Linked DNA regions of Mus musculus: regions 1, 2, 3, 4 and 5 are each linked to region 6. Evidence: chromatin contacts called from public promoter capture Hi-C data. All regions are on one chromosome and are shown on one strand. The core of a region is the stretch at or near the end of the contact, and the rest is flanking DNA. Distances in the headings are between cores, read along the strand shown. Region 1 holds the start of Zbtb45 (zinc finger and BTB domain containing 45). Region 2 holds the start of Zfp446 (zinc finger protein 446). Region 3 holds the start of Zfp128 (zinc finger protein 128). Region 4 holds the start of Mzf1 (myeloid zinc finger 1). Region 5 holds the start of Zfp658 (zinc finger protein 658). Region 6 holds the start of Zfp94 (zinc finger protein 94).

Evidence for each region. Promoter capture Hi-C pulls out the DNA fragments that hold promoters and counts their contacts.
Region 1: a promoter capture Hi-C map of second pharyngeal arch cranial neural crest shows a contact between it and region 6. The contact joins the promoter of Zbtb45 here to the promoter of Zfp94 in region 6. A contact is called at or near these places in 2 of 39 promoter capture datasets (maxillary cranial neural crest and second pharyngeal arch cranial neural crest) and 1 of 484 Hi-C or Micro-C datasets (B cells).
Region 2: a promoter capture Hi-C map of pre-B cells shows a contact between it and region 6. The contact joins the promoter of Zfp446 here to the promoter of Zfp94 in region 6. A contact is called at or near these places in 4 of 39 promoter capture datasets (cranial neural crest, frontonasal cranial neural crest, maxillary cranial neural crest and 1 more) and 1 of 9 other capture datasets (adipose tissue).
Region 3: a contact with region 6 is called in a promoter capture Hi-C map of pre-B cells. The contact joins the promoter of Zfp128 here to the promoter of Zfp94 in region 6. A contact is called at or near these places in 2 of 39 promoter capture datasets (cranial neural crest and pre-B cells).
Region 4: a contact with region 6 is called in a promoter capture Hi-C map of second pharyngeal arch cranial neural crest. The contact joins the promoter of Mzf1 here to the promoter of Zfp94 in region 6. A contact is called at or near these places in 5 of 39 promoter capture datasets (cranial neural crest, frontonasal cranial neural crest, liver and 2 more).
Region 5: a contact with region 6 is called in a promoter capture Hi-C map of frontonasal cranial neural crest. The contact joins the promoter of Zfp658 here to the promoter of Zfp94 in region 6. A contact is called at or near these places in 4 of 39 promoter capture datasets (cranial neural crest, frontonasal cranial neural crest, liver and 1 more).

The regions. Positions count from the first base shown.
Region 1 is chr7:13,008,129-13,011,759 of GRCm38.p6, forward strand. Zbtb45 (zinc finger and BTB domain containing 45) reads right to left here and starts at 1,724. Exons shown (of 3, transcript NM_001360833.1): 1 at 1,508-1,724; 2 at 1-201. The coding sequence starts at 201.
Region 2 is chr7:12,976,504-12,979,680 of GRCm38.p6, forward strand. Zfp446 (zinc finger protein 446) reads left to right here and starts at 1,345. Exons shown (of 6, transcript NM_175558.4): 1 at 1,345-1,609; 2 at 2,495-2,875; 3 at 2,948-3,143. The coding sequence starts at 1,349.
Region 3 is chr7:12,879,106-12,882,528 of GRCm38.p6, forward strand. It overlaps Zfp128 (zinc finger protein 128), which reads left to right and starts at 2,073. Exons shown (of 4, transcript NM_153802.4): 1 at 2,073-2,255. The coding sequence starts at 2,190.
Region 4 is chr7:13,053,008-13,056,566 of GRCm38.p6, forward strand. Mzf1 (myeloid zinc finger 1) reads right to left here and starts at 1,757. Exons shown (of 6, transcript NM_145819.2): 1 at 1,474-1,757; 2 at 1-174. The coding sequence starts at 134.
Region 5 is chr7:43,560,969-43,564,564 of GRCm38.p6, forward strand. Zfp658 (zinc finger protein 658) reads left to right here and starts at 1,402. Exons shown (of 5, transcript NM_001008549.2): 1 at 1,402-1,453.
Region 6 is chr7:24,314,854-24,318,060 of GRCm38.p6, forward strand. Zfp94 (zinc finger protein 94) reads right to left here and starts at 1,813. Exons shown (of 6, transcript NM_001199321.1): 1 at 1,666-1,813. It also overlaps the pseudogene Gm44513.

The DNA.
Region 1 (3,631 bases), core at 474-2,973, about 11 Mb before region 6:
TGAGTGGCCGAGCAGCAGTTTATCCTGAAAGAAGGGTGAGCCAGCGGCCAGCACACAGCGGTGAGCACGCAGAGAAGCCTCACGGATGCGCACGGTCACATCACAGAAGTGACCGCCTAGCCTCTGCCCATTGAGGGTCTCCAGTAGTGAGCGCGAAAAGTTCTGTAGGTGGATGTGGTGCACTGCCTCTGTGGCTGCCATCTGCAAGAGGAGGAGACAATGCGGATGGCTGTTTTCTTTTCTAGTCTACCCTAGTCAGATTTCCATATCCTAGTACCACGAAGGCCCCAAGCAGATCTATGACTACCTCAAGAACCAGGTCCCATTAACTACTGTTATGTGGAGGTTTTCAGAAGGGTGGGGAGGCAACTTGCCTCCTGGCCGAATCATTTAGGAACACCCCTTGAGGCTGAGGATTTGTGCCTGCCATACCCAAGGGAAGCAAATAAACAGTACATATAACAAGGCCTTTGCAACCTTGTTTCTTCTTTGCATCACCTGAGAGGTGCTAACTTTGGGCTTTGAAAATGCACCAGTGATGTGAAAGGCCAGCAAGCTGAAATTCAGTGTTGTTTAGCAATCCCCATAGTTCTTATGAACCCGAGACTATCATCCTGGCACTAATCATACTGAGGGAAGACAGATTCTTCCATCACACACACACACACACACACACACACACACACACACGCACACGCACACACACACACACACACACACACACACACACGCCCTCCGCAAAGGAGCTGGGAATCAGAATTGTCAGTTAACCCATCAAGCAAATATCTCCAGGTCTCTGGGCCTGTTTCCTTATTCAGCAAACAAGGGTGTTTCCCTTGGATCAGATTGCATACACTGCTCTAAGGGAAGAGAATCAAGATTCAGGATTCGCCCTGACCACCAGCCTGTCTCTCTAGGACAGACCCAGAGCAGGGCCCCATTTAATCCTGCCCCTTACAAAAGGACTACTGAGATCTCAGACTCAACGATTCTAGATCCTTAACACAAAAACACCCTTCCCTTTCTCTCGGAGTATTGCACACATTGTGTCAGTTACCACTGGCCTGGCCTACTGGAAGTCGCCATGCAGGGTCCCTTCCACACTCCCACCTCCAGGCCTTTCCCTCACGTGGCCGCCAGAGGGAGCCTGCGAACCGGGTTTATCTGGGACCTCTATGATGATGAATTAATTCTTCAAACCCACCAAGGCTTTGAACCTGTCTCTGCCAAGCGGCCTCCTTTTTCAAATAATATGCCAACCCATAACTCTTCCTCAACCCCATCCATACCCTACTTCTCGAACGCCCGGACTCCTCAGATGCAGCAGAACCTTCCTGAATGCCTCAGAACAAAGGCACACTCTCCCACATCTCCTACAGCATTCTCGCTACAACTCCCTCACCCATGCCATGCACCTTGTTCCATCAGCCTGTCTCACTCCCACCCTATCTATGCCAGAGTCCCCTTCAGGCCCGCTACATCTACCCCCAGTTTCCCGCCTCCGCACCCTGCCCCGATCCTGCAGCGCCCTCTTGTGTTCGCAACGTGCACACCGATCCTCACGCAGGCGTGCCGCTCCTGGCACGCCCCAGCCTTCTCTGGGACTCTGAGGCAGGGGGATGCCCGCTCGACCCCACCTCCGACTCCTCAGGCAGCAGGTCCTGCAGGTCCTCCTGCTTGTCAACTTGAAGGCCGCACTTCCGGGCGCTGAAGCGGAACAGATAGCCTCGGCACAGGCGGAACGATAGTCGGGAGCACGTTTCCGGTGTTCCTCTTTAGACTAGGCAGTCGTTGAGCAGAACTTCCGGTCTGGTCCGCGCCACAACCAAAATCGCAGAAGCTGGGGACCGAAGAGCTGGGGATCAGTAGGCAGAAGGAGCAGGAGTCCGTCGTCTCCAGGCTGATCCGAGCGAGCTGTCAATCACTCCTCGGGCCACGCCCTCAGTACTCTCAGCGGGTCTGGAGAGGGCGCTGGATGGAATCCAGAGGCTTTTTTTTTTTCTCCCAGGTGGCTTTTCTCTTACACGGGAAAAGTTTCTCTCTCTCTCTCTCTCTCTCTCTCTCTCGATTTATTTATTTTCTATTTATTTTATGCGAGTACATTATTAACTCTCTTCAGACACACCAGAAGAGGGCATCAGCTCCCATTACCGATGGCAGTGAACCGCTGAGCCATCTCTTCAGCCCCGAGAAGTTTCTCTTGAGTCACTTCTGCTCGCACCCCAGATGAAGAAGCTTTGCAGAGCTTCCCTGCAGTCATCTAAAGAACACAGGCCCACCTTCCCAAGGAAGCCTCCTCATTCGGTGCTCCCACCTCACCCCACCCAGACTCTCGGGAATTCGCTGCTCTATAAATGAATGGTTGAAGAACCCCAGCTTGGCCACAGATCAGAATAGAATGTAGGACACGAAGTGGGCTCGGAAGTAGTCAGATACCAAGGAGCAGGGACTAAGTGCGTAGAGGGAGAGAACAGCCAGAGAGTTGTCCAAGCGGGGCTCCTACGTGGTCCTTTTGTTGTCCAAGACACCCATGAACCAAACCTCTCAAGTGGTGGGTTGGCCTTCCCTTCCCCTCTGTTCTTGGGGCAATCAATCAACCACTATGTAAGGCAAAAGAGAGGCATAGAGCTCTGGGCCTCCGTGTGAATGGTACTGAGGAATCTAGTGGGTGGTGCCGCATGAGGAAGATGTCAGGATGTTTTGTTCCCCATCCTGGACCCATGCTGGGTAGCTGTGTTGTATGTGTGTTTGAAAGTCTGGGGAAGCCAGGCGGTGGTGGCGTATGCCTATAATCCCAGCACTTGGGAGGCAAAGGCAGGAGGATCTCTGAGTTCGAGGCCAGCCTGGTCTACAAAGTGAGAGTTCCAGGATAGCCAAGACTATACAGAGAAACCCTGTCTCGAAAAACCAAAAAAAAAAAAAAAAAACAAAAAAAAAAACCTCAGAGGTTGAGGCAGGAGCGTCAGAAGTTCAAGGTCACCCCCCAGATATCAGAGTTGAGCCCAATCTGGGTTACATAGGATGCTATAGGAGGGGGGGGACCCTCAAAATTTAACAGCTAGGAATGCTTGTAATCCTATTACTTGAGAGGGAGAAGCTGGACGAATGGGAGTTTAAGACAGCCTCAACCATAAGAACCTGCTTAGCAAAACAAAACAAAAACAATAAAAAACACCCAAGTAAATGAGCTGGGACAATTGCTTGCATGCATGAGATCCTGGGTTGAAATAATTAATAGCAGGCTAGAGAGATGGCTCAGCAGTTAAGAGCACTGACTGCTCTTCCAGAGGTCCTGAGTTCAACTCCCAGCAACCACATGGTGGCTCACAACCATCTGTAATGGGGTCTGATGCCTTCTTCTGGTGTGTCTGAAGACAGCTACTGTATACTCATATATACATTAAGGAAATAAATCTTTTTAAAAAGAGAGAGACAGAGGGGAAGGAAGGAAGGAAGGAAGGAAGGAAGGAAGGATGGATTAACAGCAAAATGACAAGCATAATGGTCTGGCACCTTTATCTCTTAAGATTCTTAGCCCAAGAAAGAGATCTTGCGGGCTGGAGAGATGGTTCAATGGGTAAGAGCACCTACTGCTCTTCCGAAGATCCTGAGTTCAGATCCCAGCAACCAC
Region 2 (3,177 bases), core at 95-2,594, about 11 Mb before region 6:
AGAGCTAGGTCAGTAGGTCACCACAGGCCCTCTACTTTAAGACAGCTGAGAGGCTAACCTGGGGGAACTTAGATCCTGCCTCAAAAGATAAAATGTTTCATGGTTACATTGGCCAACCTAATATAACCATTATAATTAAGGACTGAGTTGGGGCTAGCTCAATGATAGTTTACCTATTAAATATGTGGTCTTAGATTTAATGGCCTGAACAAGGGAGAAATAAAGATGGTAATGGTCATGTCAAGCCCAGGGGTAAGATGTATACCATCACAAGACTCAACCAGGTCTATCCTGTGGCACATAGAAGGCTTAGAAACCAGCCTAGCAGGGAGGTGAGCACTAGAACAAAGGTGTTTCCAAGAGAGCTTTCTGGGAACCCCCTTAGGCCCCCTTAGCGCTTCTCCTCAATAGGTAGGTGGTGAGAGTTGTGTCCAGAGAATCTGTAAAAGACAAATTCTACCGACAGAACTGCTCAGGAGTTTTGGATGTAGAGAACCGCTGCTCTCTACAGTAGCTGCCAAGGAGAAGGTTCCTGGGTAGCAGAAGAAACCCAAGTAGGCAGATCGAGTTCAGGATTGAATGGTTTATATCACAGTCCAGCCACTTGATATGTGGAAATAAAACTAAGCCCATCTGCAATTAAGCTAAAAAGCCTCTAACTGTCGGATATGGGGGCCCATGCCTTTAATCTCAGCGAATGGGAGAAAGACTGGCAGAACTATTGAGTGAGCTCCAGGCTAGCTAGTAGGGTCTACAGAGTGAGTTCCAGGACAGCCAAGGACTTTTATTCTTTAAAGGCCCCATTCCCCCACAAACAAACAAAATGCCATCAACTGCCCATTGGGAGAAAAAAAATAAATATAAGTCATCTTGTCTAACTACATCCTCCTAAGTAAGGGTTGAGTATACCTCGTAATTTTAATCAGAAACCTCCGTCCTTATTTTCAGTAATGTTATCTGAAGACTATTAGTGAGGGTTGGTAATTACATGGTTACCTCCTCTGAGCACTTGTTCACCTGTAGGCCTACTGTCTCCACAATATCCAGGGAGCTTAACGGAGATCCGATGGAGGCCATACTGAGTTTTTCTCGCCCACCACCGCCTTTCACCTGGATTCCCAACGGGATTGTCTAGAACAGTCTGGACTCAAGAGGCCAAGGAGCCTCCACCTAGGCCTTCTCCGAGGCAGGGGGACCCTTACAGCTTAACTCAGAGAACAGCAAGAGGCCCTAAGTTGTGCGCTAGCTGTTACCTAGGAGACACAAGGAGCGAGAGTCCTTCCGGGAGCGCTAGCTCTGATTGGTCAGGATGCCTCTCTGGCCAATAGAAACCAGGTCCGTTGCGCACATGCGTAAGGAGGCTAACCCACAGTCGGCTCCGTCCTACGTGAGTCCTACGGCTGCGGTTGCAAGAGAAGAACGGCTGCCAAGTCAGGAGTGGGAACCCCCCCCGGAACTCTGCAGCAACGCGACCCCAAGGAGAGGAGCGAAGAGTCTCGCGCGTGAGAGGCCTTGGAAGCGTGCTGTCGTTCTTGCTGAGGCTCACGGGAGACGTAGTCCGAGCGAAGGGGGCCGATCCGGCGGAGCAGATGCAGGATTGGCCGGGCTGGTAGGGCAACGCGCGAGGCGGGGCGTTCTCTGAGTGGCAGTGGGACGTGCTCGGTGTCACTTCCTGGAAGTGCCCCAACCTCCTGGGGCTCTCCCACGCGTCAGAGGTGAGCTCACTCCTAGCTGGGCGGGCGCAGCTTCATAATCCGGCTCCTCGGATCACCGAGAGCACCTCCCAGCCGTCGGACCCACCCCTTTCCTGTGTCAGAGCCTGACACCCCAACTCTTGAGTTTCTCCAGAGCAGGACGGATGTCCCAAGAGAGCCGATTTAAAACCAGAATCTTAAGAGCTGGGACACAGGTTCCAGTTTACAACTCCACACAAAACGGGGCTGTTTGATTTTGGCTTTTGTTTCAGGGTTTCACATGCGTAGTAAGCTGAGGCAGTATGAGGCATCCACAATTCAGCTGCGATCAGCGAGCTGTGCCTCCCAACCCATAATAAGCTCCTGAGAATGCACCCAGGCTTTCAGCTCTGCCCCAGGTCTTGTACCTGTGTCTCAGAGCCAACTCTTCAGCTAGCACAGTGGTCTGCCTCCTGTCTGAAGCCTCAGGGCTCCAGGTCACCCAGGATGATGGTCCCACCCCCCTTCCCTCCGTGTCCTGCTTGACCCTTTGTCTACTGGATGAGCCACTTTCATCTCCCAGGAGCCCTGTGTTGTACCCAAATGTTTGAGCCCGTCATTTGCAGTTTTCTAGAAGGTCCCTGGACATTCCACCCAGTCATTTATCTTCAAAACAAAATACAGCTGCTCAACTGCTGTGGGGCTGCACCTCCCATGACCTTCTTTGAAGTTCTCCTGGCCTCAGGGTTCTCTTTTCCGGCTTCTAGGAGGGGTCTGGTGTGTGTCTTCTGACCTTAGATGACATTCTTCCTTTTCTGTAGGTCCCTCTGTCACCTCCAAAAAGACCCTTCAAAACAAGAATGCCATCTCCTCGGGGTACCCCACACCTATCCCTCAGAGACTCCAGGACCACCCTTGAGGAGCCTGAGGCTGCACGACTCCGTTTCCGGGGTTTCTGCTATGAGGAGGTTGAGGGACCCCGAGAGGCACTGGCCCAGCTTCGAGAGTTGTGTCACCAGTGGCTACAGCCTGAGTCATCCTCCAAAGAACACATAATAGAGTTGCTGATTTTGGAACAGTTCCTGGGTGTGTTGCCCCCTGAGATCCAGGCCTGGGTTCGAGGGCAGCGACCAGGAAGCCCCGAGGAGGCCGCAGTTCTTGTTGAGGGGCTGCAGCATGATCCTGGGCAGCTGCTGGGCTGGGTGAGTGAAATGACATTAGCTTCTTAGAAGGACAGATCGAAGGGAGAGCCCCTGTGACATGATTCTCTTCAGATCACAGCCCACATCCTGAAGCCAAAGATGCTTCCTCTAGTCCAGAAGGAGTCCTCAGGGAGTCACCACATCTCAGCAGCAACGGAGTCCTCCAAGGCAGGCCTTGCGGAGGCACCGCTGAAGGCCGGGATAGATCGATCTACCCAGATCAGTTGCAGTGTGAAGGAGGAAGTCAGTGCTGATGGGCAGGAGATGGGTGAGGGAATGCAACATGTGAACTTCAAATCCCT
Region 3 (3,423 bases), core at 823-3,322, about 11 Mb before region 6:
CTGTGCTTAAATATGCCTAAAATAAACTATTTGGGGTCAGACTTCCAAAGTTTGAACCAACACTAACTACTTAGTCCTGTTGTGCCTGAGCTACCCTTTAGCCTCCTGTGGATCATTACTTTGCTGGCTCTGGTGACTGCAAGGATTCCGGCAGGTCCCAGTGTCATACTTCCTCCAGCATGGTTGCACCCCAAAGAGCATCATCCCCAACTGTTCTAATGCCTGAGACTACAGGGAAATATCTCATTCAAACCCACTGCACTGCTTGAAACTGAGGCAGGTGAGCATAGGAGATAGTTTAGTACACTAAGACCCCCATCCCCTATTTGATTTGAGATTATGAAGACACAGTCCTCTTGCAGTAACACACTTGGGAGCCTTCAGTGTCACATACTATACACACACACACACACCTCTCCAAACAATGCCTCTAGTAACCTCAGAACTTCTAGCTATATCAGGCTACCCATACTTCCATCTCTGAACAGTAGTATAAGTTTTCCCGTCCTTGGCAATGTTCAAATTAGACAGTTTCCATTCAAGTATATTCTCAGCATTGTCTGTGTATGAAGAATGGAAAAGCTGATCTGGCCTGACCTAGTTTCAGATGCATACACAAGAAAGGAAAACTGTGCCCTCTGTTACTTTTAGGGAGACCCTCCTATTTACCTTATGCTGATACATAAGGGCACACTTATGTTTAAAATCAGATGCATTATAAAAAGGACATGCACAGTAGAGAAAACGAATATATGACTTACTCTATCAATCAGAGTAGAGAACCACCCAAACTACATATCTAGTAATCAGCACCCCCTTCTCCTGAACCCTATAAAAGGAAGCCCTGAGCAATAATCTGGACACTGAGAATCTTCACTCCCATAACTCATTGTCAATCTTTAATAGCATACCTACATAATATGTAATTTCACTTTTACTCAAATAACATTATCTTACTTTTTTTCTGTAAGCTCTTAAATTCAATTCTTTGGAAAAGAGGCCAAGAACCTAGAAATGCCCAGCCCAGACCCAGAGCACCAGTTATGACACTACTGTCATTGTCAGACTGGTGAGGAAGATGCCAGGAGAGAACAAAGGAAACTACTAGGCTGAAAGGAGGGAGAGACAGAGAAGGGAGGATGAGAATAAAAGGACCTGCTGTTTGCTGGACTGCAGCTCTGTATTAGAGCACTTACCACTCTTGCATAAAGACCTAGGTTCAATATCCAGTACTGGGGAGTGGGGATAGTGGAGGAAGGGCAGAGCCTGCTGTTCTACACCTGATAGTCTCTGTCTCTTTAAGGGTATAGTGTATTTTTGGTCTTTTTCTATTACATCATCAACCTAGTGAAAACTAGCAAAAGCCCATTGTTTCCTTCCTTCTTTCCTTCCTTCTTTCCTTCCTTTCTCTCTTTTCCTCTTTCTCTCTTTCCTTCTTTCTTTCCCTTTTCAAGGCAGGGTTTTGTAGCCCTGGCTGTCCTGGAACTCACTCTGTACACCAGACTGGGCAGGAATCAGAAATCTGCCTGCCGGGCAGCCGGGTGTGGTGGTGCACGCCTTTAATCCCAGCACTCAGGAGGCAGAGGCAGGCAGATTTCTGAGTTCGAGGCCAGTCTGGTCTACAAAGTGAGTTCCAGGACAGCCAGGGCTATACAGAGAAGAAACCCTGTCTCGAAAAACCAAAAAACCAAAAAACAAAACAAAACAAAAAAACCAACAAAACAAAAAATTCCAGCAGCAGGTCAGATTGACCAATTCTAACACCAAGACCTTGCCGCTGCGCGCCCAACTCACGGTGCAGATGCATATATGCCCTGAACTCAGCCGTCAGGGCGGGAGGATTATTTTCCAGGCAACTCGAAGCCCAAGTGATGCCCGCACCCGCAGGTAACGGAATGTAAGCTGACCTCTGCTGGTACCCAGACCTGATCCTTAAACAAGACCTGTGAGTGGTTGCACTCCCTTAGACCAGAGGCCAGGCCTTCCCCGATTGGTCAACGTTGGGCTGGCGCTAGCTTCCATTGGTTAAGTGCTGCGTCTCGGCGCGTGGCCTTCTGGGAATTGTAGTCTCAGTGTCCCTGGCGCTGCCGCCATTGTCCAGCGGGAGGCCAGTCGGGTGGTCCCCAGGACGGGGCTGAGTTTAAAATTAGGGTGTCCTTGGACGTCTGTGGCTAACCTGTTGGCCTGGAATGGACCACCAGGACAAAGCAGCAACAGTGGCAATGGCCTCGCGGCCGCAAGCAACACAACTTCAGGTAACAAAAAGGACAGATTGGACTCCGAGTCCTGCTGTCCCCGACAGAGTGACCTGTAACCCGCGGCGCTTTTTCCACAAGAGAAACAAGCGCTGTGGCTCAGCCTCCGAGCCTGGGTCCAAATCTAGTTCCCTCTGTGTGCATGCTTCAGCCTCCTGTCTGCGTGCCATGGGGTGGAGGGGAGGAGGGTGGTCATTTCCCTGAGGACTGACAGGCTCTGCTCAGGGGTTCGATCCCACTCTGGCCAACGCCCTCCCATTTATCCCGAAAGACGGTTCTCGGAGATGACAGGTGACTGGCTAGCATTACAGAGCAACCACATTGCGGGTACGGTCCTCAAAACATGTCCTAAGGCGCAGAATCAACCGACTTTTAAGGGAACCTCCGCACCATGACCCCTATTTTGCAAGTAAGGCATAACTTCACGGGGCAGAGGTACCAAGTTAGGAAAACAGAAGTAACTAGTAAGGGTCACGCCCTTCTGGGCCTTGGGAAAACTGGTAGGTGTGGCTATCAGTGTTTGTCTAGCTCCTGATCATCAAAGTCTGCACTTGTAGACAAATTGCTTATTCTGTTCACCGTAGTTCACCTAGCAGAAGCCAAGACCATTTCATACATAAGTTCTGCAACTTTGAAATTATGCTCTGGAGGTCAGGAGGTGGGTATTTGGTTTGCTTGGGGGAAATTTGCGTTAATTACATTTGGTGTGAAAAGTAAGCTTATGATAGTCTTAGATTGCAAATGATCAGATTCATGTCATCTCAGTTTTTCATGAAATGTGACCAGAGTGTAGAACTGAGAACTGAGGCCTATCAACAGCTATATGAATGAGCCATAGTGAAGGTGGATTCGCCAGCCCCAGTCAAGTCTCAGGTAACCGTCATGAGGCTGACAGTTTGTCAAGGAGTAAGCGATGAGACGGGCGGGAAAAGAGGTGTGTTTAATCAATCTGTTGTCGTGTTTCAGGTAGTACACACAAAACGTAGTGAGACCTGAAATAAACACTACTTCATGGTTTCTGATGGGGTAGGAAATCAAGAGTGACTTAGTTTATGGATCTACCCTAGGCTCTTAAAGTTATATTCAAAATGACAGTCCAACAGTTATTACTTGAGACTTATCAGAGCCTAGAAGACCCACTGTCAAGATAGTTCATTCACATGCTGTT
Region 4 (3,559 bases), core at 507-3,006, about 11 Mb before region 6:
CGTGCAGCCTCAAGGCCTGGGTCCCACAATATATCTTCTCTCTCATCGTCGCTGTCAGAGTCCTCCAGCTTCACCAGAGCAGGCTCATTTTCTGGGGGTGCACAGCCCGAGGAGCCCAGCACAGTGGGTCTCATCAGGAGTACCAGATCCGGTCTTTGAGGCCAGTGTCTGTCCCTAGGGAAGGAATAGTACAAGGCATGTGTAATAAGGACAGCCAGGGGCAGCGAATGCTGACTGAGTGCCATGCTGTGTCCTTTCATCCGAGACCTTCGCCATGAAGAGGACACCCGAGGGAACAGGCACTGACAGGCCAGCCACACCCCAGAGATCCGTGGGAACTCTATATGAGCCATGTGCTTTGTAGACCTCATTTCCGCCGGGCCTATATAGTGTCTGGTAGCTTACTCTGTTCTAAATACAGGCTGTTGCTTAAGCTTAGAAACATTTCTCTTCCCTACATCCTATTCTTTTCTATAGCTGCATCTCTACTTGCACCCAGACATCAGTACCACTGCTGCCTCCTCCTGGACTCCCAATAAGAGTCCCTGTGGACAGCCTTTTGCGGTGGAACAAACAAGTCCCTTAATGTTTTCTACCCAGTCTTGGACTTGGCCTCTCTCTCAGGCCCCAACATTCCTTTCCCAATGTGGTATCAAGGGGACAGCCCTACTCCACCCAATCCCCCATCTCAGCTTCTCTCAGGCCAACAGGTTTCCATATATCTCCAATACCAGAAGCCAACTCATCACATCCAACAGCGATACAAGTCTTCAGCTCTCTAGTTTAGTTGGTTGGGAGGTGACTGGGACTTCTGGGTACCCTTAAAGGCTCTCAACTCATTAGACCAACAGTCTGCAAGGGTACTACTTTTGCTGTGCCTATGTCAGCTATAGTTTCCTCACTTGTAAAAAGGACTGACTTCTCCCATGATACTTTCTGCAACTGGGACTTTGTGAAAATCTAAATTTACTATTGCAGTGGCATCAGCTTAGAGGCAGCTTGATTTCTGTGGGTTACACCTCTGCTCTTTAGGGTGCTAAGTCAACTCGAAACCCTGAGAGAAACTTGGAACAGCCATAAAGCAAGAAGAGGTTCCGGAAATACATTTCCCAGAAGTCTAAGTGAGCATCCTCGCTTTAGGGTGCCAATGTGTCCGGTCGCCGTGGCACCTGTGGCGATCAGCGCGGTAGCGCGTCAGCACAGGGCCGGTTTGCTGGGAGTTCCTGGACCCCCTACCGGCGCTCCGGGTCTAGCTAGACAGCTGGAATCCCAGAGTCCACTCTACCCAGACTCCTCCCTAGGCCTTGAGGTGAAGGGACTCCCAGCCTTCCTTCAATGCTCCGAGGGAGGCTGTGCCCTCGTGAACATGCGCACTCTCGTTCGCTTGCTCCATATCAAACTACATATCCCAGACTGCTTTGCGCGCAGCTCCAAGCCCTTCTGCCCTTCCCCCACCCCAGCCTCCGTTTCTACCCTTCTTCCCGTCCCTAGGGGATTGCGCTGGTTGCAATAATCAGCTCGCACTCCTGGACGTCTCTTCCCACACTCCCGGCCACGAATTCAGGCGTCAGGGCCCCGACGACGTGCACAATCCTCTCGGGGGGCAACGGATTCAAGCACCACCTTCCAGACTGCGCATGCCCCCACCACTTTTTTTTTTTTTTTTTTTTTTTAAATGTCAGTTCTCTACCGGCCTTCCAGGGATTTGCAGGGTTCTGCACCAATCACCGCTCTCACTAGGACGCCGTCTCCCCGTCTCCATGGCAACGACGGGTTCGAAAAAGAGCGTCCGCTGGGCTACCTGCGGAACCACTGAAAGAAAGGCTTAGCAAAATGCTTTCTGGGAGTCGTAGTTTGGAGGGTGCTGTGTGGGTGCGCAAACGCAGCACCACCGGATCTCTTTTGTATTTCTGCGCGGTGGGTAGGAGTGAGCGGGACTCCATGGTAACTAAGGGACCAAACCTGGTGGTATCCTAGGTAACGACCGCACTACTTGGTTTAAGAAAGGTCAGGATCTGTGGCGAAGCCAAGGGGAAGGGACAGGGACACAAATACCCAACGAGATGTCTATACAGGAAGGCAGAGATAGCCCCATACAGAGTCGGGGGAGAGGATGAGAGGGGTGGGAAAATTGTGAGGGGGAGACTGGATGCTAGGAGAGACTGAATATAAGTGAACACACATAGGTATGAATGAAAAGGGGGGAGGGTTAGTCATTAGAATCAGAGTTAGAACCTGAGTCATGTCAGAAAATTTAGGAAGAAGAGAGAAGCAGAAAGGGATTGGGATTAGGAAAGTGAGACATCGAAACTCTAGGGGCCAACCCAGAGTACAAAGGTAAGTGGGGAGAAATTAGAGATATAGTAAAGATGTTAATAGAGATACGGTAAAACGGACTGATAGGTTTCAAAGACTGAGGGATGGCAACAAAAAATTAGATGTGCGTGTGGGGGAAACATTTTCAGAGAAAACTCACACAAAAAATGACAACACACCAGAAAGAGGACGGGGACCAGTCCTCTAGTTTCCTAGCATCATTTACCAAACAATATTGCGACACCTGACTACTTAAACATTACCTCTCCTCCCCCATTTTTTAAATCTGTGATTGAAGTCGTAACACTATTCTGGTAGAAATTGACTTACAAGAAGCTGACAGGTAGCCGGGCGTGGTGGCGCACACCTTTAATCCCAGCACTTGAGAGGCAGAGGAAGGCGGATTTCTGAGTTCGAGGCCAGCCTGGTCTACAGAGTGAGTTCCAGGACAGCCAGGGCTATACAGAGAAATCCTGTCTTGGAAAACAAAACAAAACAAAACAAACAAACAAACAAAAAAAGAAGCTGACAGGTTGCAAATGAGTTCTGCCCAGCCATCACCTGGAAGGTAGCTAAATATCTCTTTATCCCTACACCTAACCTTTTGTTTTATTTCAGATTCATTTAGATTCATTTGTTGCATCTTCCTGAAACTACCTTTTGCTACCTTTCTGTTTTCCTTGAGGTAGTGGAAGCCAGATGCTGGGGTGAAAACCTAGCTCAGAGAGGTAGAAAAAGCACCCAGGTGACCTTCTTTCTCAGCTGAAGTTCCACCGCAAATCTCTCTCTCTGTCCCAAGAAACCTTCACATTGAATGTCCTCCCCCACTTCTACTTTCTGAATGTCTATCTGTCCTCTGGGTTCCCTTTCTCTCTCTCTCTCTCTCTCTCTCTCTCTCTCTCTCTCTCTCTCTCTCGCACGTGCGTGTGCATGTGCGTGTGCATGTGCGTGTGTATGTGTGTGTTTCTTAATATGTCTATGTTCAGTCTCTGTCAACTGGCTTCTTGTTCTGCTTCTTGACCTATGGTTGACTTTATTTAATCCTGTTTACAATACTCAAGCAGAAAGCTCTTGGATTAAAGGTGTGTGCTATGGCGGAACCACACCACAACTAAAAACAGTTTTTTTTTTAACCCCAATAAATAACACAACCTTGGGGTTTACAGTGTGATATCCTGCAACACATAAGTTTTTGACACATCCTTGAGAGTTGTGGTTCTAATCTAAAAATAATTTATTTTAG
Region 5 (3,596 bases), core at 152-2,651, about 19 Mb after region 6:
CAGCTTCTTTTGTGCTTCATCACCTCCACAGGGCAAGTGCTCCATCTTCCTGGTGGACTGACTGTGACTCAGGCTGCAAGACAGATGGGCACTGTACCACATTTACAGCCTAGAGAGGTCATAAGCATAAGGAGAGAGCCTGTGGAAGAGCAAGGTGGTGCCCGGGAGGCAATAAGTGCGTGTGGGTATCAATCATATGCTAAGATGTAGCAGAGAATCGATCAGAAGTTGATATTTGCATATTAACTTTTATGTGGTTTAATATAATTTGGCATGTGGTGATGGGTGGCTGAGACTACTTTTTGGGACCCCCGGAGCTGTATCTTTGGACACAAAACCCTGGTCACAAGAGCACCAGTACTATAATTTGTTCTCAAGACAATCAAAATCATATGTGAAGCTAGGCATGATGGCATATCCCCCCCACCCCCCAGCCCTGGAAAGCAGAAGCAGGGGATCATACCATGTTCAATGCTATACTCTTGTCTACACAGAACTAGAGAACGCTAACCTGAGATACTGCACACAATCGTTCATTTTGTTCAGATATTCGACTTTGGCCTATGGATTTATTCCCTCTACTGTACTGCACGTTTTCGTCATCAATTGATCTCTCACCATTTATCATTATCTCCCTCTCCACCTTCCTCTACACTATTTCTTATATATGCAAAACACACAATAAATAATGAAGAATTAAAATAAAAACACTTGTCATTGACAACAGATTTTCTCCACCTCTGGTCCCCATGAAAAGCCTCAGTGTCACATTTATTTCAGACCTTCATCTTTAAAGATTCCACATGGCTTCAATTCCCATTTCCCAACAAACCTAGTTTTTTTTTTCTTTATATTTATTAATTTATTTTTTATTTACTTCTTAGTTTAGAGGAAAAAAATCTTTTAAGTCCCTGAGAATATACAGAAAAAAAAATGGTATTTTTAGTAATATGCAGCATCCCGGTCTCTTGGAAATAACTGATATACACGTATAGGTAGGAAGTAAAATCCCCTGAAAATATGAGACAGCCTTGGACTTTCACTGTGTCACAGTCCACAAGCTTTGCCTGCTTATGTGCACACTGTGATGGTGGTCCCTGTATCATTGTATTGTGGGAGTGGCCATGACAGCTCCTAAAGGAACAGAAACTACAGGAAGATCCAAGTGAAGTATTGGCAAGTTGTAGCGTCACAAATAGTAGCGCGCATGCGCTTCGCCAGCCTCCACAAGGGGAAAAAAGGGGGTGTGGGAGGGTGGCGAAGAACACTGATTCGCAGTAAACGGAAGTGGTCTCGAGCGGTCATATCCGCTTAAATCTCCGCGCAGATCAGTTCTGTTATTGTTGCCCGCACTCCAGGAGAGTTTGGATTCTAACACTGAGGGCCCGGGGGCGGAAGTCGCAGGGAGGGACACTGCGCGTCCTGTGCAGAGTTCTCTGCATTGTTGTGAGAGGTGAGCGGCAGGGGCGCAGGGAGGATGCTGTGCTGTTGAGCGCTGATTTGTGTTGAGTGACAGCTGACACAGCTACTGGAGGGATGCCCTGGTTGAGCTGGGGTGGGAATCCTATGGGAGTTGGGAGAGCAGGGTTGCTGAGAGAGACAGACAGTGCAGCCAGCTACCGCAAGCCTGGGGCTAGCGTCTCTGAGGGCGATCGCGCTGCTTTCTAGTAGTAGCCTGCGAGAAGAGAACAGGCAGATACAAATGGAAAATGAGATTATTTGTGGTTTGGGCTTAATTTGGGAAAGCCAGCCATTCTCGGTCAGCCTGTGGCTTCTGCCTGCGGAACTAATACTAAGAACACGTGGAACAAAAGCCAGGGGATTTGCATATGCAAAGAGGGCACAGGCATCGGAGCTGCAAGTTGAGCCTTTGTGCAGGTAGCAAGGCTTGTAAAACAGGACCTTTTCGTTCCCAGCATGTAGTCTCCTGTAGAGAGCTAGCGCTGCAAAGCAAACGTTTAAAAGGCAAATCCTAATCCCCGGGCCGTTTTATGTGAGGGCTGGGACATGAGGCGGGTCAATGCTGCCTCTGCTGAGACCATATGGTCACAATAAGAGTCAGTGATTGGCACTTGAGCAGAAGGACCCTGTGTCCTTATTGGAGGTTGTATGTTCCTTGGGTATCACTATTGAGTTTATTGAAGATTCTCTGGAAACTAGTAAATTGTCATCTTGGCTGCCAAAGTAATAACGTTCTGGGGAACTAGGTATGCCCATTTTAACCCCGTGGTTAAATTAATCCTGTGGTCAGTCCACTTATCAGAGGTTACTTAAAGTCCAGAATGACAGTGAATATGTCCTGTGTACCATAAAAACATTGTGGACAAGGGAGAAATGTTTTGTGTCGAGGGCCTGGTGTTTATGTGCAGGGTTTCCAAGTCAGGGAAGGGATTGAGCCATTGAATTTAAGGAAGAGAAACAGGATGTCAATGTGGGCATAGATGAAAACGAAAATGTCTAGACAGGCACAGAGAGCCAGGAGTGGCCATCACCACACCACACTGCACCACATCTCTGCTCTCAGAAGGAGAAAGGGTTCTGGGTGCTGGGCACACAGAGACCGCCCGAGATCATGGGCACTGGGTGTGGTTTAGAGTAGGGAAGGAACGGGACTGGTCCTGCTCTTCCTCTTAGGGTGTGTTCTGGAACAGCCCATAAGCTTAGTTGTCATTTCTGAGAGAGAAATGGTTGTATCAATGCTGGTGGCATGCTTAAAAGAGCTCTCGTGAGAGCTGGGCACAATGGCGCACACCTTTAGTCCCAGCACTCAGGAAGCAGAGAGCCGCAGGCCAGCTACAGCAACACAGTGAGGCCATGTCTCAAAAAGTTGGGGACTGGGGAGGGCTGTGTCTGAACAGCTTAGCAAAGCTCAGAAAAAGGAGCAGCCTGAGCAGCTTGCTCGTTCTCATGTGTCTTTCTGTGTGGGTTCTGAGGGCAGGCTGAGCGTCATATCACTGCAGATCCCCAGTGCCCATGGTACACACCTGCGCCCTCACTGTGGCATCAGCGAGGTTAATTCCTTATCTCCTCACAAGTCAAAGGTACAGCAGCTGCAGTGAATCCTTCCTAACTATCGTGTTTGGCGTGTAATTCAGGGAAGGGGAGTTGTTTGGGGTTTTGGCATGTGTGTTGTATGTAGTCTATGCATGTGGGTGTGGGCATAGGTGCGAGTCTGTAAGTGCACCTGCACTGAGGCCAGAGTAAGCTACTGAGTGTCGTGTTCCATCACCCCAGCCTTATTCCCGTGAGGTTGGGTCTGTTGAGGTTGGGTCTGTCGCTGAACCTGGAGCTAGGCGGATAGCCAGTGAGCCCAGAGGTCCTCCTCTCTTTGTCCCACACAGCACTGGACTTACAGGCATTTGTAGCCAAGCCTGCCTTTTTCAGATAGCTAGGTATTTGAACTCAGGGCCTCTCGTTGGTGCAGCAAGCTCTCTTACCCACTGCGCCATCTTCCCAGACCCCAGATTATGGTGTTTGGGTTTTCTTTGTCATCACCCTGGTCAATACCAGACAGGGCTTTTCTGAGTATTATCTGTTCTAGCATGTCTACACTGGGCATGTCTTGGGCACTTAGAAACTCATGGGCAAATGTTGGC
Region 6 (3,207 bases), core at 563-3,062:
CAAAAGGTAAAGAGCCCACGTGATAATAGATCTCCAGGGAGAGGTACTTGTCACCAAGTGATGGCCTGAGTTCAGTCTCTAGGACTGACTCTTCCTGAGAGGTCTCCTCCATCCTGCACATGCTCAGTGTTGCATGTGAGTATGCACGCGTGTACACACACACAAATTGTCATTGTGAAAACAAATTATTAAAGAAAAGCAGGAGAACCTGAATTTGAATCCCAGCACTCATGTACAAAGCATTCAGAAGCATATATGTATCAACACATGCATGTAATGGTACACATATATGACCCATACAAAAAGTCTTAGAAAGAAAAAGCGAGAATAAAACAGACTTGTATTTTAAAAGGCTACGCCTTAACAGGAGGAAATACACTTGGCTTGATGCACCTAGATATGCTTGGTCAACAGACCACCACTTCCTCCTTCCTCCCCTGAATCTGTAATGGGGGTAGGGTTAGAGGTAAGGGGCTACACTTGATCAAACCATCTTTTTTTTCCTTTTTTGTTTTTTGGGTTTTTTTGGCTTTTTGTTTTGTTTTGTTTTTCAAGACAGGGTTTCTCTGTGCAGCCCTGGCTGTCCTGGAACTCACTCTGTAGACCAGGCTGGCCTCGAACTCAGAAATCCATCTGCCTCTGCCTCCCAAGTGCTGGGATTACAGGTGTGTGCCACCACTGCCCGGCTGATCAAACCATCTTGGGAGCATGCTGAGCAGGGAGCTGTGTTGTTTGGACCATCAGCTTTCAGGCTATGACTAGTTTTGAATTTTATGCGGCAACAGTCTTGATCTGAGTTACTCTATCTTGGATAAAAGTGCCAAGAAGAAATCCATGTCTTGTTTACACAGTCATAGCCAGGCGACTCAATTGTGCTATTAAAAGATATCGACTAGCCTTTAGTCCCAGCACTCAGGTAGATCTCTGTGAGTTCAAAGCCAGCCTGGTAACATAAAACATAAGCGCACCAACCATATCACGTTACTTCTTCACCAAGGGACCGGTATGTGGCAGGCACACTGCTCAGTAGCCTGGTCACATGCCAGGAGCCAAGTCCAGTTCCAATGATCCATCCTGTGATAATAAACTCACGAGTGTGTATAACTGTGTGCCAGGTGACTCGTGGTCTGAAATTTATCATTAGCTATGTTAAGCTTGGAATAAAAGAACCTGTGATTAATGGCCAACCACCAGGAGAAATCGAGATTCCTTGGCAAATTGCAGCCAACGAAACTGACACAGCTTATGACTTTCTTGTCGTTCAGCAAAATCTGACATCGTGGAAAGCCATAGACGTGTCCGTTTATCCTTCTACATGACAGGCTCTCGACAAATCTCCACCCATCCCGATTCTCTGCAGTGTAGGTGTGAGTCCTAGAACCTTCAGGGCAGGGTGACACTAGCTACATCAATGCCTCAAACAACACTATCAACATGGCCCTCGCACCCCAATTCCAGACAGCAGTGAAGGAAGGTGTGAGGGCTCACACCTGTCATCGCAACACACCGGATGCTGAGGCAGGAGGCTGACTGAGCCACGCGCTGAGACCCTATCAGTGCGATGATATCTGTGGGATGGAGGGAGGCTCATTGGGCGCCCTGCGCTTCCCTTTCGCCAGCCTGGAGCCGACTCCCCTACGGCCGCCCGCCGCCAACCCTGCAAACCTCCAGATCCAGGCATCAGTCGAGGAAGGTGTGGGAGAGAGGAGACTCAAGGGAGGACAAGGGGAGCGGATGCTAACAGAAACCACCTGGGAAACACTTCCCAGAATGCTTCGCATCAGCCCGCACAACAGAAGCACGCGCAATGCTCCGAGAATTTGAACTACGCTTCCCAGAATGCTCGGCGTCCGCCGGCCTTCACAGACGCACGCGCAATGCGCAGAGACCCTGGACGACACTTCCCAGAAATCTCCGCGTCAGCTCTCCCGGGTGCCTGCGTGTTTGTGGAACAGTTGAACTACATTTCCGGTAGTGAATGCGGAGAGGCGGATCTTACACTCGTTTCTCCTAGTATATAGCCTCTCTGGAGTGTGTGTGTGTGCGCCACGCAGGTACTTCCCTAGCCCTCTGCGGAACTTTTTATTTAATCTGCGAGACACTGGTGCGCACTGTACAATCCATACTGAATTTACGATGGTCCTCCTGCCTCAGTCTTGCACACTCTCAAATGCTGGGCTAACGTGTGTGCCATGACACCATGCTGCCTCTGAACTTGACACGTCCCACGTGGAAAATTTTTCACCCTGGAAAATTAAGAGTCCTTACCTCATAGGCGGTAATTTGGCCCTACCGTTGTCCTTATATACCTGAGTATATAATATATACTTCTGTGTTTCTCAAAGAAACCAAAATTCTCTCTACACATCACAGCCACACAATCCACTTAACCTCCTGCTAGGCTGCTTCTTCAATGTAACCACAGGTACATTGATAATTCATACTCTCCTCCCTGCCCCTCCAGTTTTCTCCCCACTTCCTTCTATCTTCCACATCAATCTAGATCAATCCACAGGAGAAACAAGTTTTGGTTTGCTTGGTTTTTTTTGTTTGTTTGTTTGTTTGTTTTGTTTTGTTTTGTTTATTTTTCAGAGATTTATTTCTTTTTTTATTTATGTGAGTACAAATAAAGTACAATTAAAAAAAAAGCTAGCTTCAGACACACACTAGAAGAGGGCATCCGATCCCATTACAGATGGTTGTGAGCCACCATGTGGTTGCTGGGAATTGAACTCAGGACCTCTGGCAGTCAGTGCTCTTAACTGCTGAACCATCTCTCAGCCCTGTCTGTCTGTCTGTCTGTCTGTCTGTCTGTTTGTTTGTTTGTTTGTTTGTTTGTTTTTAATTATCCCAAAGGACCACTAGCAAAAGTTTTTTTCATCCAAACAAAATCTCGGCGTATGTGTGTGGCACAGCGGAGATGCTGTAACAGGTATACATAGTAGCAAGGAAAAAGACTAGTTTTTACATGATATGATTGTTGTGACAATTTTGGAGTTTTGGTTTCTTTGAAAAACAGAAATACTATAGGAATGTTTTGATTTTAGCCCCAGGTGAGGAATATGAGGCTGCTTCAGACGGTCCACAGCAGCTGGGATTTGCCTCCTGCTCTAGCAGAGGCGTGATTTTGCCAGCTGCAGGTGGTTTCTGTGCGTGTGTGATGTTTAGAATTCGGGGGACTTTTCAGAGAGGGGTGGGTGTAGGTTG